Linked DNA regions of Zea mays: region 2 is linked to region 1. Evidence: chromatin contacts called from public Hi-C data. All regions are on one chromosome and are shown on one strand. Each heading gives the region's core, a stretch centred on a gene start, on an enhancer-like site or on the middle of the called end of the contact. The rest is flanking DNA. Distances are from core to core; before and after follow the strand shown. Region 1 holds the start of LOC103635406. Region 2 has its middle 76 kb from the start of TRNAC-GCA.

Region 1 (6,208 bases), core at 3,543-6,042:
CAGGTTTCTGGCACCGCCTGCCGCCGCCATGGGCGATACAGTAACCAGAGGCTCCTCTCGCTCCCTTCTCACACCCTGGGAACTGGCAGCATTTCGTGCTAATATTGCTCCGTTTCGGAGCCGGGCTTTTCACGCTCACCGTAACGGCTGATGACACGTCTGTTGTTGAAGGCACGACCACGACATCTTCAGGTATCTTTGGCAAAGAAAGGCCGTAGGTTGCTTCAGAAGCATATGCATATGATGATGATGAAGCCATGTAATTCCTGAAGATCCAGGGCTCTAGCTTTTCCAGAGTAGTAGTAGTATCTGCCACTGTCTCTAAGCCATCATTGGCACTTACATTGGTCAAGGCTGATTCAGGCGAACAGGTGGACAGGCTCAACTGAAGGTCCAACTTCGGAGCACCTGCCGATGGCTTCTTGTGACGATGTGCAGTGTCATGACCAAGACAGAGATCAAAGCTCAGACCAAGATCCATCGACGACTCCTCGTCAGCCTCTTTCACTGAAGATGGAGACATCATGCAGGCTGTGGGGGAGCTGACCTTGCTGTTCGTCTCAGAGGAACTTGGTGACCGGCCCAGACCAAGCGTGAGCAGCGGGTTTCCAGGACCTTCAACTCCAGCCATACCAGCCCTCGGGTTGTCTTGTCCCCAGAGAAGCTGGGACGATACACTAGTAGTGTGCCGACGGCAGTACCTCGATCTGCACTGAACTGCCTGCCGGTGACAGGGATCGTTCGAGGAGTCAACGTTACCACCAGATCCAAGGCTTAGGGAGGAGGAGGCCCTGTCCATTCCAGTCAAGAAACATGTCCAGAGACGAAACGAAAAGAACCAAAAACCCTACTACTGCTACTGTCATCTACTGTGCTGTGCTGCTGGGTTATATTAGATTAGAAGTCTCCCGCAAGAAATGTTTGCAACCTCCGCTGACAAAGCCAGCCACATCGTCACGATCCATCTCTCGCCACTTTCAAGAACCACAGGAGGACGGTGAGGTTTTGGGGGGCTGAGCTTCAGTTTCCGGAAGGGACAATAGACCTGCAGGTTAAGAAAAGCAATAGTAGATTAGAGAAATTAAGACCAGGGAGAGGGCAGAGAGTCTGATGTGAAACCAGCGTTTGAAAAAAAATCACAAACCCTTACATGCGTTGTGTGCTTGATATAGCACAAAAGACAACAGTTGTTTAACCATGACCCTGAATCCTTGCACTGTCCAAAATCTGCTCTACGATGTGAGTACGGAGGGAGGAAAGGTGAGCACGCAAGGAGGGGGGGGGGGGGGGGGGGGGGGGGAGGGGGGGGTGGGGGGGCAAGAAAGGTTTGGTAAAAGATGATGGCAACTATGACCACGCCAAGGCAAACCACAGTGCAGGACTCTGCCGCAGCTGCACGATGCATCGTCACAAGGAGATGGGCGACTACGAGAGCCTATTGCTCCTAGTCGTAGAGGACTAGACGGTGCTGTGCAGATCGCACTACACAACACAACTTGCAGCTGCGGCGCACAAGTTTTTCCTTTCCTATCGCGCGCACACAGCCACTTCCACCGTCCGTCTGTCTGTCAGTGGTGTGCGCCTATTGCAGGAAATTTCATCGGCGTAGTGGTGTAGTACGAGTAATAGGCAGACACTTTTGTCCGACAAGATCAGCTAGACCAAGGACGCCACCGATCTTTTCCCTGTGTGTAAAAAAAAATTCCTTTTTTCCCCCCTCCTCGTCCATGTGTCTTCTTTTCAGTGGAGAAGGAATACCGGCGCTAGCTAGCTAGTGTGTTTGCAGTGCAGGAGAAATTTGAAGATAAATTAAGTGGGGGGAGAGGCAAGAACAAGTCGACAATGGGAATAGAAGAAGAGAAAACTGAATGAAGGAGAGCAATTTGAACTCCAACTCTAATTTCAAAACGCAGAGATGGGACGCATTGGAAGCGACAGACAACGAGGCCAGGGAGACAGGGACAAAGTCCTCCAGCAGTTTGCATGGAGACACACCAACAGCGGAGGGCACAGGTACAGTACAGATCCGCCCGGAGCCAGCAGCGCCTCAGCCGGAGCGGAGCGCCAGGCACCGGACTAGATCTCTTCTCTGGCTAAAAACTAGAACCAAACCGGGAAACATAGCAAGACAAGGGACGAGCGAGCGAACGGAGAGGCTCGTGGTTTTCCTTCCGTTCCGTCGTCGGGATGAACGGAACTGGTGCAGGGTTTCAACCGACGCTGGCGGCTACGAAACGGCAAGGGGAACGAAGGAAGGCAGGGACAGGGAGTCGCCGGTGGATACCCCGGTCCGCGACCATCCCGAAAGCCAAGGCCCCTCACCCGTTTCCATGGCTCCAGCAACAGATTTAACAGAATCCAAGGGGCAGAGAGAGAGGAAGCGCCAGACAGCACAGCAAGGAAGGAAGGAGAGGGGGGGGGGGGGGGGGGGGGGGACGAGGAGGAGGCGTGGCTCACCTGCGGCAGCGGAGCGGGGGAGACGAGACGGGGAGGGCCGGACTGATGCGCGCGGGAGCCGGGGCGACGGGGGGCGGCGGCGGCGGGGCGTCTGGTGGTGGTGTGCGCAGCGCAGGGGGGAAAGATCGAGCACGCGAGGAGGGGGCGCAGCGCAGGCGGTTTATAATAAAAAAGCGGCTGCGGCCTGCGGGGGCGGGGTGGCGCGGCAAACCGCTGGGCTGGAGCCACAGCCAGCCACCCACCACGCGCGCCGCGGAGAAAAGACGATGCCTTTTGTTGCGCTCTGCCTCTCATCTGCTCTCCCCGCCATTGACTTTTCTTCCGGCTGCAAATTACACGTCATTCTCCGTGTTTTTTTTTCTTACAGCCTGGCCTTTACACCACGCCCCGCGAATTCACTCTTCGACGTAAAAAAAAAGAGACAGTTAGGGCTATCCAGTTTTTGAGCCTTTAGAAAAATAAGAACCTGTTAGGAAAATGGGTTCTCAGAAGAAAAGAAAAAAAAACATTGCCTGTGGGTCCCACGGCGGTCGTCAGGGCCCGTCCTCGCAGACCGGTCGTCAGGGCATGTGCGGTGCGCGTGTGCCGTGCCGGCGGGCGGCGGCAGCGGTTCGCCGCCCACCGTCCGTCCGTGGTGTGTGCGCGCCGGTGGGGCCCCGTCGCCTTCGGCCGTGTTGGTGCCGGCCTGTGGCCTGCCGGTGAGTGAGTCCCGCCGAGGGAGGCAGGGACAGGTAGCGAGGAAAGAAAAAAAGGCCGGCTTTTGCTTCGGCTCAAAAGACATTCCAAACTGTATTTTACATGAATAAAAAAAGATTGTTTTGATAATTCGATTTTATCTTTTTTTTTTGTAAACCAGTAGCATATATATACGTTTAGGTACGCGTGTGTTGACCGGATGATGGAGCGAGTGAATGGCGGTGCTTAACGAGCTTCCCATGGCCGCCCCTTTTTTGCATGCTTTTGGATCCCCTCTCTCTCTCCTGCCTGTGCCTGACCGAACAAATTCCTTATTAGCCTGTTGCCGATGACAGGACGCCGCTACGTTATCTTTCTTAGCCGTTAGCCCTAGCCCTCCCTTTTGGTCTTTGGCTAGCAACAACAGATACAATGGAGAATCTATCTTTCTATCCATCCATCCATCCTTGAGCGCATGCAGCCCCAGCTCGCCCATCCATCGCCTCAATAATGCTATGCTATGCTATCTATCCATCACTACCCTGTCTCGTTGCTTGCACAACAGTGTCACTCATCACGTCACAAACCAGCGATCTTGGGATGGTACACACAGCATATCCTGCCTCGACGTGTTACCGCCTGTCTGATTGTATATTGCATTGCTTGGATTCAGTGGTCTCTGGTCTCATGCACACGTCAACAACGAACGTTGTTCTCTATGTCAGCAGTTGTTGTTCATCGATCTGGCCGGACATGCATGCAATTGCCACTTCTTCTCGTAGTTTCTATATATATACACGTTCGTTCTAGTCTGCTAGCTCTAGCTGGTCACAGCGCAAATACAGCGGCACCAGCGCCATGCATGGCAAATAACTTAGTTTTAGGTTGTTTGATCGCAAAATAGAGTGTTTGCAGAGGGGGTAGCCTGACGTAGTGCTGGGAATTGGGTCAGGCCGGGCTGGACCAGCCCGGTCCAAGATTATCGTGCTTTGTGCCAAACGGATTCGAGTCAGTAAAGCCTAAAAAACTTTTGAGTCGTGCCGTGCTAGTCCGAATTGCAAAAACATTGACCCAGACCAGCCCTAAAACCACGTCGTGCTTTCGTTGGGCCGTGCTGGTCTAATCCTGGCCTATATATTTGACCACATAAAACCAAAATATTACAACCACATAAAGTCTATAGCTTACTAAATTAAAGATATTAAACAACTATTGCATCATTTGACCACATAAACTTCAAATATCACAACAATATAAAGTCGGTATCTTACTAAATTAAAGAAATTAAACTAATTGGGTCATGCCTCCCAAGCTCGGCCCATCTGTGCGGGCCGTTCTGGGGGCTTGATGGGCTAGAATTTCAGGCCCGGACCAGTGATGGCCGTTCTGGGGCTTGATGGGCTAGAATTTCAGGCCCGGACCAGGCCCGCCTTCGGGACGCGCTAGCCCGGCTCATATTATTTCGTGCTGGGTCGTGCTTTAGACTCCTATTTTTGGGCGGTGCTTGTGCTGACTCGAAAAGGCTGGCCCATATTCCTAGCAGTAGCCTTACACGGCACATACACATGCATTTTACGCGTGCTTGGTGAGCATGATGCTTCGTGACTAGAGCGATAATTGGCTTTGAATTTTGTATAAAAAATCTAAGAATCGAATCGGATTAGGATACATTTCTGAATTAAAATTAATGGATTCCCATTTTTTAAGTTTTGGCCTAACCCTCACCGGCCGGATAACCTAAACACGTACTTGCATTGGTGCTGCCAATGAATACAATCATCCTCACACTAGACGTAGGGAATGGTTAGCCATCCAACAAACCCGTTAATTAGTACAGAGCTTCATTCAGGATTTCATCAAAACTTTTCTTGTTTACTTGTACCCATGTTCCATGTCTTCCTCCAAGAACGACTGCTCACGGCGGAAACAAAAACAAGGCATCAGAGGAACCGTTTCCATTTTTAGCAAATCGTTCGTTCGTGTCTTCCTCTGCATCATTCGTTCACAGAAACTGCGGGAGGCCCCAAACAATGAGCGAGCATTGAGGATCCATGGACCAGCTCCGCCAGGTGGGCGAGGCCCTCGGCGGCATCCACACGCTCATGGCCTTCGCCGACGATCTCCGCATCAACCCGCGACAATGCCGCCTCCTCGCCGACGCCTGCGCGATGGCCTTCGCCGCCGTCGCCGCCGAGGTGCGCGCCCACCTCCGCTTCAACGAGCGCCTGTCCAAGTGGAAGCCCCTGGAGGCGCCGCTCCGGGAGCTCCACCGCGCCGTCCGCGACGCCGAGGGCTACGTCCGCCACTGCATGGAGCCGCGGGGCAGCTGGTGGGGGCGCGCCGCCGCGGCCACGCACGGCGCCGACTGCGTCGAGCAGCACATGCACAGCCTGCTGTGGAGCGTCGCCGTGGCGCTCGAGGCCGTCGAGCTCGTCTCGGAGGTCACGGGGTCCGACCCGGACGAGCTCGCCCGGCGGCGGCTGCTCTTCGCCAAGGACTACGACAGGGACATGCTGGAGCCGGCGCTGTTCGTGCAGAGGCTCGGCGCGCGGTACCTGGCCACGCGCGAGCTCGCCGCCAGGATGGACGCGGCGTGGAAGGAGGACCGGTGGCTCCTGTCGCAGTACCTCGAGGAGCGGATGAGCCCGGGCTCGCCGGAGCCGGTGCCGCGGAGCAAGCACCGGCTGGCCGACCTCCTGACCGCGCCGCGCGGGCAGGTGCACCCGGCGTCCGTGCTCCTGCAGGGCGACTTCCACGTCCGCAAGCGCCTCATGGGCAACCTCAAGGAGGTGCAGTGGATGGGGGAGGCCTTCGCGGTGAAGCACCTCGTGGGCGCCGGCGCCGACGCCGACGCCGCGTGCGCCGAGGCCGCGCTGCTCACCTCCGTGGCGCACCCCAACGTGGCGCACTGCCGGTACTGCTTCCACGACGAGGACAAGAAGGAGTTCTTCCTGGTCATGGACCAGGTCATGACCAAGGACCTGGCCACCCACGTCAAGGAGGCGAACAGCGGCAAGCGACGGGTACCCTTCCCGCTCGTTGTCGTCGTCGACGTGATGCTGCAGATCGCGCGCGG
Region 2 (6,207 bases), core at 2,330-4,829, 240 kb after region 1:
TAAGCATTTAGGTTTCAATCTTGTCTTATATACTTATATTGTTTAGGATTGAAACTTAGACATTGCTGTAGAGATAGCAACACTTAGACAAAACCTAGTTTGCACATTTCTAGTTTGATTAATTGCATAGGTTTTGCTCTAGTGATTTATTTGTGACCTAGTTTCGAGAAACTTTTAGAAGTCCTAATTCACACCCCCTCTTAGGCATCACATGTTTCCTTCAATTGGTATCCGAGCCTGGTTTGGCTCATTTGAAACGCTTTAGCTTCACCGCTAAAAGAGCCGACGCTTTTTAGAGAAAGGGGATGGATACCCATAGGCCACCACACTTCGACGGCACTAGCTTCCCATATTATAGTGCTAGAATGACTTGTTACCTAGAGGTCGTTGATCTAAATGTTTGGAGAGTCACTCATGACGGGATAAAACCTCCCAGGAATCCCGAGAAACCCACCACGAGTGAGGAAAAAGAAATTCAATTAAATGCTAGAGCCAAAAATTGCTTGTATGAATCTCTTTGCATGGATATTTTTAATCAAGTATTTACATTGAAAACTGCTAATGACATTTGGCTAAAATTGCATGAGCTCCATGACAGCACATCCAATGTCCGTGAGCAAAAACATTGTATAGTCTTAAATGAGTATAATTCGTTTTCTATGAAGGATAATGAGCTTGTTAGAGACATTTATTCTCGTTTGAATCTAATTATCAATGAGCTCAATTCTATTGGCATTAATAATCTAGGTGATGTGGACATTGTGAGAAATATTATGTCCCTACTACCACAACAAAGATATAGGAGCATCATCACTATTCTTCACAACATGGAGGACTTGAGTACAATGGCCCTGACAATTGTGATTGGAAAAATCATGGCTTTTGAGATGTCGCGAAAAATGTGTCGGGGAGAGGAGCCCACTTCTTTAAGACCATATGCTTTTTCATGTGATGAAAGAAAAGGGAAAAAGAAGGTTCCCACTCCAAGTTCCTCAAGTGAAGAAGAGGAAGAAGAAGAAAGTGATGATGATGAAGATAATCAACCATCAACATCATCTTCCGCGGGCAAAGAAACAATCTGACGCGTCGGAAAGGTAATGGGGATGATTCGCAAGATCAATCTAATGGGTGTGCCCCTGGAGGTCGAGGATCTTCTCTTTAACATTGACAGGAAAAAGCAAAGAAGGAGAGGATGCTTCGCATGTGGGAGAAGGGCCATTTCAGAGACAGCTATCCAACTATGGTCGAACCCAAAAAGGGGAGGAGCAAAGGCAAGACGCTAACAATTGTCAAAACTTGGATGATTCTTCAAGCGAAGATGAACATCCAAGGATGCACAGCCACCAGTCCTCATCACTCTCATCATGGTCATCACTCAAGTGCCTTATGGCAAGACGTAAAATGAGTATTCCATCCTCTAGTGATGATAGCAGTAGTGATGATGAAGGTGAAGGAAAGCTCTCCATAGATGAGCTTGCGAAAATCGTTAAATTTATTTAGAATGTTTGCACTAAGAAAAAAGCTCAACTTAAAACTTTGAAAAAAATAAGATGATTAGCTCTCAAAATGATTATAAAGGTTTTCTAGAAAAATTGAAACTTTTGCAAATTTAAATTGTGAGCTATCAACTAAAATTTGAAACATTTGAAAATTCAAGGTGTGGGAGCCCAAGCAACATACCAAGGCATATACTAGACATTTCCAAGTGCTCATACACCCAAGTGCTTAATAGAATCACTCGGTGATTAGTGTAGGTGCTTTGCGAAGTGTTTAGGTTAGTTAGATCGCTTTAGCGCTTGCTCTAGGTGAACCCTAGTTAGTTGAGTGAGTTTTGTAAAACCACACAACCCCTCGGCTCTTGCACGAGCCGTTGTAATTGTACCGAGTGGGGCGAGACTCTTGTGAGACCCTGACAACCGTGTTTGTGTCATGGCCACCATCGTGTACCGGAGGGAACGAGGCTCACGACGTTTTTGGCCGGAAGCTCAATAGTGGAGATGGCGGAGAGCGTCTGAGAGGAGCCAGAAGCGGAGCACCACTTGCGCGTGGAGAAGGTCCGCAGCTCTCTACAGAGTTACTCGATTGTGGTGCTTGGCCCTCGCATGGGCTTCCCTTTGCGTAGGGGCACCAATGAAGATTAGTTGGGACCTTGCGTGGTTCCGGATACCTCGGTAAAAATACCGGCGTCATCCACGAGAGTTTGCATCTTTACCTTACTCTTTAGCCTTCGCATTTACATTAAGCATTTAAGTTTCAATCTTGTCTTATATACTTATGTTGTTTAGGATTGAAACCTATACATTATGGTAGAGATAGCAACACTTAGACAAAACTTAGTTTGCACATTTCTAGTTTGATTAATTGCATAGGTTTTGCTCTAGGGATTTATTTGTGGCCTAATTTAGAGAAAGTTTTAGAAGTCCTAATTCACTCCCCCTCCTCTTAGGCATCACCTATTTCCTTCACCTTTTTAGATGGATTTGTTGGTTATTACTTAACACTGACCAAACGAGAAAGACATGTCGGTATATCTAGAACACAAGCTTCCTGTTTTCTTCATTCCATCCCGAGTTAAGAAAACTCTGCAGAACGCTGCATGAATCCCTATCAATTTAATACCAACGATGAGAAGGAACAACACGCACATGCATCTGGAAATTGGGAATGGTATTCTGTCTGGAGAATTAATAATATATCAACCAAACCTTGAGTATCCTCTTGCAAATGGTTTAGATGAGTGGAGAAGAATTGTCCATGGGCAATGCATCTCCCAGCATGGTTTCGGAGCGAATCAAACCAAGTGACCAGTCAACAAACCGAGATCTGAGTGGCTCGCGTGCAGGGTTTAAGACCGGGGCGAATCCAAACGATCAGGCACAAATTTGAGCGAAACCAAGCCAAGCACGCACACCCCGTGCCAAGCAGCATGGAATCCCCCCAATTCCCTATATCAGGAGCCAGACAACACCTACACTGATCACACTATGGGTAGCCTATACAACAAAAGCATCAACAACCCCGAAAGCCGAACCCAATCAGTGAAACTCCCACATAGACCAACACAATGGTAGATGGAGCCATGTAGGTGAGGACAAAACTAAGGCAAGGAGGAGGAGGAGGGTGACGACGATGAGCAACTTGCAGATGGTGAGGATCTGGTGGCCGGGCGCCTTGACCCCCTCGCGTGCGAGCTTGGCCTCCTTTGCCAGGTTGATGGTGGTGGTGACAGCCATGTCGCCCCTGCTCTTCCCCACCATGTCCTCTGATGCCATGTCTGCCCCCACCGGGCTTGCCCGCGTCGTCGAGGAGGAGGTTGATGACGCCTAGGAGGAGGTTGAGCACCCCGAGTCGGGGTTGGCTCGGGCCGAGGTTTTGGTGGCGACTATGAGCGTTGGTGCGCACGTGTGCGGTGAGGAGCGAGAGGTGGGCTGGTGGGGCGGGGAATAGAATAGACAAGCGATGATGGGTGTTAAGCAGTCGGGACCGATTAGCTACCCTTCCAGCTTTAGCCCCACGTGGGCGAGACCTACACCACTCGTGCGGGTGGGGTATGGAAGTAATGGTAGTGGAGCTGGCCCATCGAGCATGAGACGGGTGAGCGGTGGGGTGAGTACGCGGAGCATTTCTTTGGCCCTATGCTCCGTGGTGGAGAGCCGGAGCGGAGAGTCCTCGTCTCCCTTTCCCTCACTCCACCACACGATCATCCTCAGGACAGACGAGTGGGCTTGCACGCCGGTGTGGGAACCGCGGAGCCGTTGATTAGCGGGTTGCGCCAGGAGGTTAACGGAAACCTAGGTCCGTCCGAGGCGGCGGGACGGCATGGCGATGCCGGCCCTCTTATTGGCATTTTATTTTCCCCGAAAAAAGAGGTAGAAGAGAATGCATATGAAAAATGTAACAGCGGCTCCACGTGAGTCTCGGCTTCTCACATGCACACACCGACAGCAGCAGGAGGCGCTTTTTTCCTCATCATAGACGTGGACCTGGATTTGGGTCTTGATTCTTACATTTGGACCTGATCGGATCAGAGGCGGATGTGGACTAGACTAGATTCTGGCATTTCCCGATGTTGGGCCAGCTGAATGAAGAATTCTACTGCACGGGCCACACCACCACCACACCACACAAACGTCGTCGTGTAGCTCTCCCCTCTCATGCTGTCATGCTTGTTTGCTCAGTTGCTGCTGGAGCTTCTTGGACCTCTGTCGTTGGCTTACGGTTGCTAATGTGTCAACCAATGCATCTTAGTCTCGGTGATAAAAAAACACTGATAAACAGTCATGTTGCACGCTTCTATATAGTCTAGATGAAAAACCTTTAGATAGATACAAATTTCTATAGAACACTTTGAATATGCTATTTGTTAGCAGAAGGGTACACAGAGGAGGAGCAAGCAGAGAGGAGCGGAAGGAAGAAGATAGCACGGAGAGGAATAGACTGAAATTGTATTAACTGTTTGTTTGATGACCTTCCCCAACAACACTTCACAATACATAAACCTTTCACAGCAACAAGGCATAGCTGACCCCACACAGCAGAGGCACACATGCGCGTGACAGAAGGCGCGTCGGACCCTTGCACAATGGTATTGCACTTCGGCGACTGCTTGCTCGCCATGGTCCAGCTCCCTTGACGAGATGGTGACCATGGTTCCTGGTTCAGATGGTGTACTACTGACATTCCCCCCTTCTTAAAATTCGGCTTGCCCTCAAGCCGATACATGGCAATTCCACCGGGATCCCAAACCATGACACGGAAAAGTTCTACACCTTGGTCTGCTAGAAACTTGAGTAGTAGCCTAACGAAATGAAACAACCAGTAATCAGCCTTGCTGTACTCATGCTGCAACACATCTAGTCTGACCTGTAGGAAGCTGTGGTGCTGCCTCTCATTGCTCATGGAGTCCCCACAATTATCTTTCTGTTCTGCATCTTCTAAAGAACCTTGATGAGCGTTCTCTAGCACCAGTTCAATTGTAGGTGGATCAGCTGCAGATGCACTTCTTTGATGAAACTCACCACCTGATCTGCTAGTAATCTCTAGCACATGAACTTGTTCCAAAATACATTTTATATTTCCTTCTTTCGTAACAGCATAGTGCTCCTCTAGAATTGTAAGTTGAGATGTATATGGATAATTGTTGCCTTCATTTGTGCTCTGAGATGGTTCAGTCTCACCAAGAACTTGTGGTAGCCCATCACTTGGCATAACAGGAATTCGTTTGTAGCTCTGAGATGGTTCCTTTGTAGCTCTCTCTTCTTGGCTAGAATTTGGATGCGGCTTCTCATAGTCCTCTGGCAGAAGTGCTTCGTATATAGCATTGGAATAAGAGTTTCCACCAACTTCTATCATGGAGTTAATCTCATCATCTGTCCATTGATCTGGAGTGACTGACAGCACCTTTGAAACATGTGTCCCAACGCTTCTGTGAACACCATAGCACTGTAGACAAATGAACGCTCCAATTTTAGCTGATCTGCTGAAATATAGATCTTCCAAGTCCATTAGTTCAGCATCCTCTTCGTAAATCAACAATAGCAGACATCTATCCAGTAATGAAGGTAGTTCAGCATCCTCTTCGTAACTGCAGCCAAGCGTCCACCATGTTGATTTCAGTGCTGCTCGAGCTGAATCTTTGGCTTCCGATGTATGTTTAACTCTTTTTATCATCTCTGCATTGAACACATAAGGTCTTCCAAATCCAGGAAAAACAACTTGTTCACCACGTGCTTGAAGCACATTCAGGAGAGAGTTGAGATGCTCCAGAGAATTGATTGCTGCGATTTCCTTGATAAACAATGCATGATCTCCAGTATAAAAACTCTCCAACGAAAAGGGTGGTGGCCACGAAATTTTCCAACACAGAGTGGGTGAGAAACAGCTCCATATGAGGATTGTGTTTGCCAGTCCGTCCTCAACTCCACTGACAGGTACATCCAGCTCAGCCACACGCTCCCCAAGCTGCTCTCCATCATCTGCAACTTCATGGAAGGTCAACAAATCAAGTCGTACAGCAACTTCGACCACACCAACAAACATATTGCTGCCACATTGATAAGCTAATACTGCCCATGGAAGCTCAGGTAACAAACAGAAATACCTCACTATAGGTAACTCAACGAAGATGAAGGATGGCCAAGGTGAAAGGCAGCTTGGAACACCCTCACCCAGTATCACAAACTGTACGGGTGGTGGCCATGGTTGCCT

What was found. Hi-C and Micro-C count contacts between places; a contact is called where the count stands out from the background.
Region 2: a contact with region 1 is called in a Hi-C map of bundle sheath, with 3 times the contacts expected there. The contact joins the enhancer-like site here to the promoter of LOC103635406 in region 1. A contact is called at or near these places in 6 of 25 Hi-C or Micro-C datasets (bundle sheath, ear, leaf and 1 more).

What each region holds. Positions count from the first base shown.
Region 1 is chr8:77,204,875-77,211,082 of Zm-B73-REFERENCE-NAM-5.0, forward strand. It overlaps LOC103635406, which reads left to right and starts at 4,793. Exons shown (of 2, transcript XM_008657862.4): 1 at 4,793-6,208. The coding sequence starts at 5,184. It overlaps LOC103635405 (loricrin-like), which reads right to left and starts at 2,568. Exons shown (of 2, transcript NM_001319733.1): 1 at 2,458-2,568; 2 at 1-1,045. The coding sequence starts at 799.
Region 2 is chr8:77,443,287-77,449,493 of Zm-B73-REFERENCE-NAM-5.0, forward strand. It overlaps the pseudogene LOC103637032. Among protein-coding and RNA genes, the nearest start is that of TRNAC-GCA, 76 kb to the left of the region's middle. Within about 2 kb of position 3,580, at least 17 of the 20 cell types and tissues checked have an H3K27ac peak or open chromatin away from gene starts, as enhancers often do. A contact at or near this core is called in bundle sheath, ear, leaf and 1 more, where this site is marked.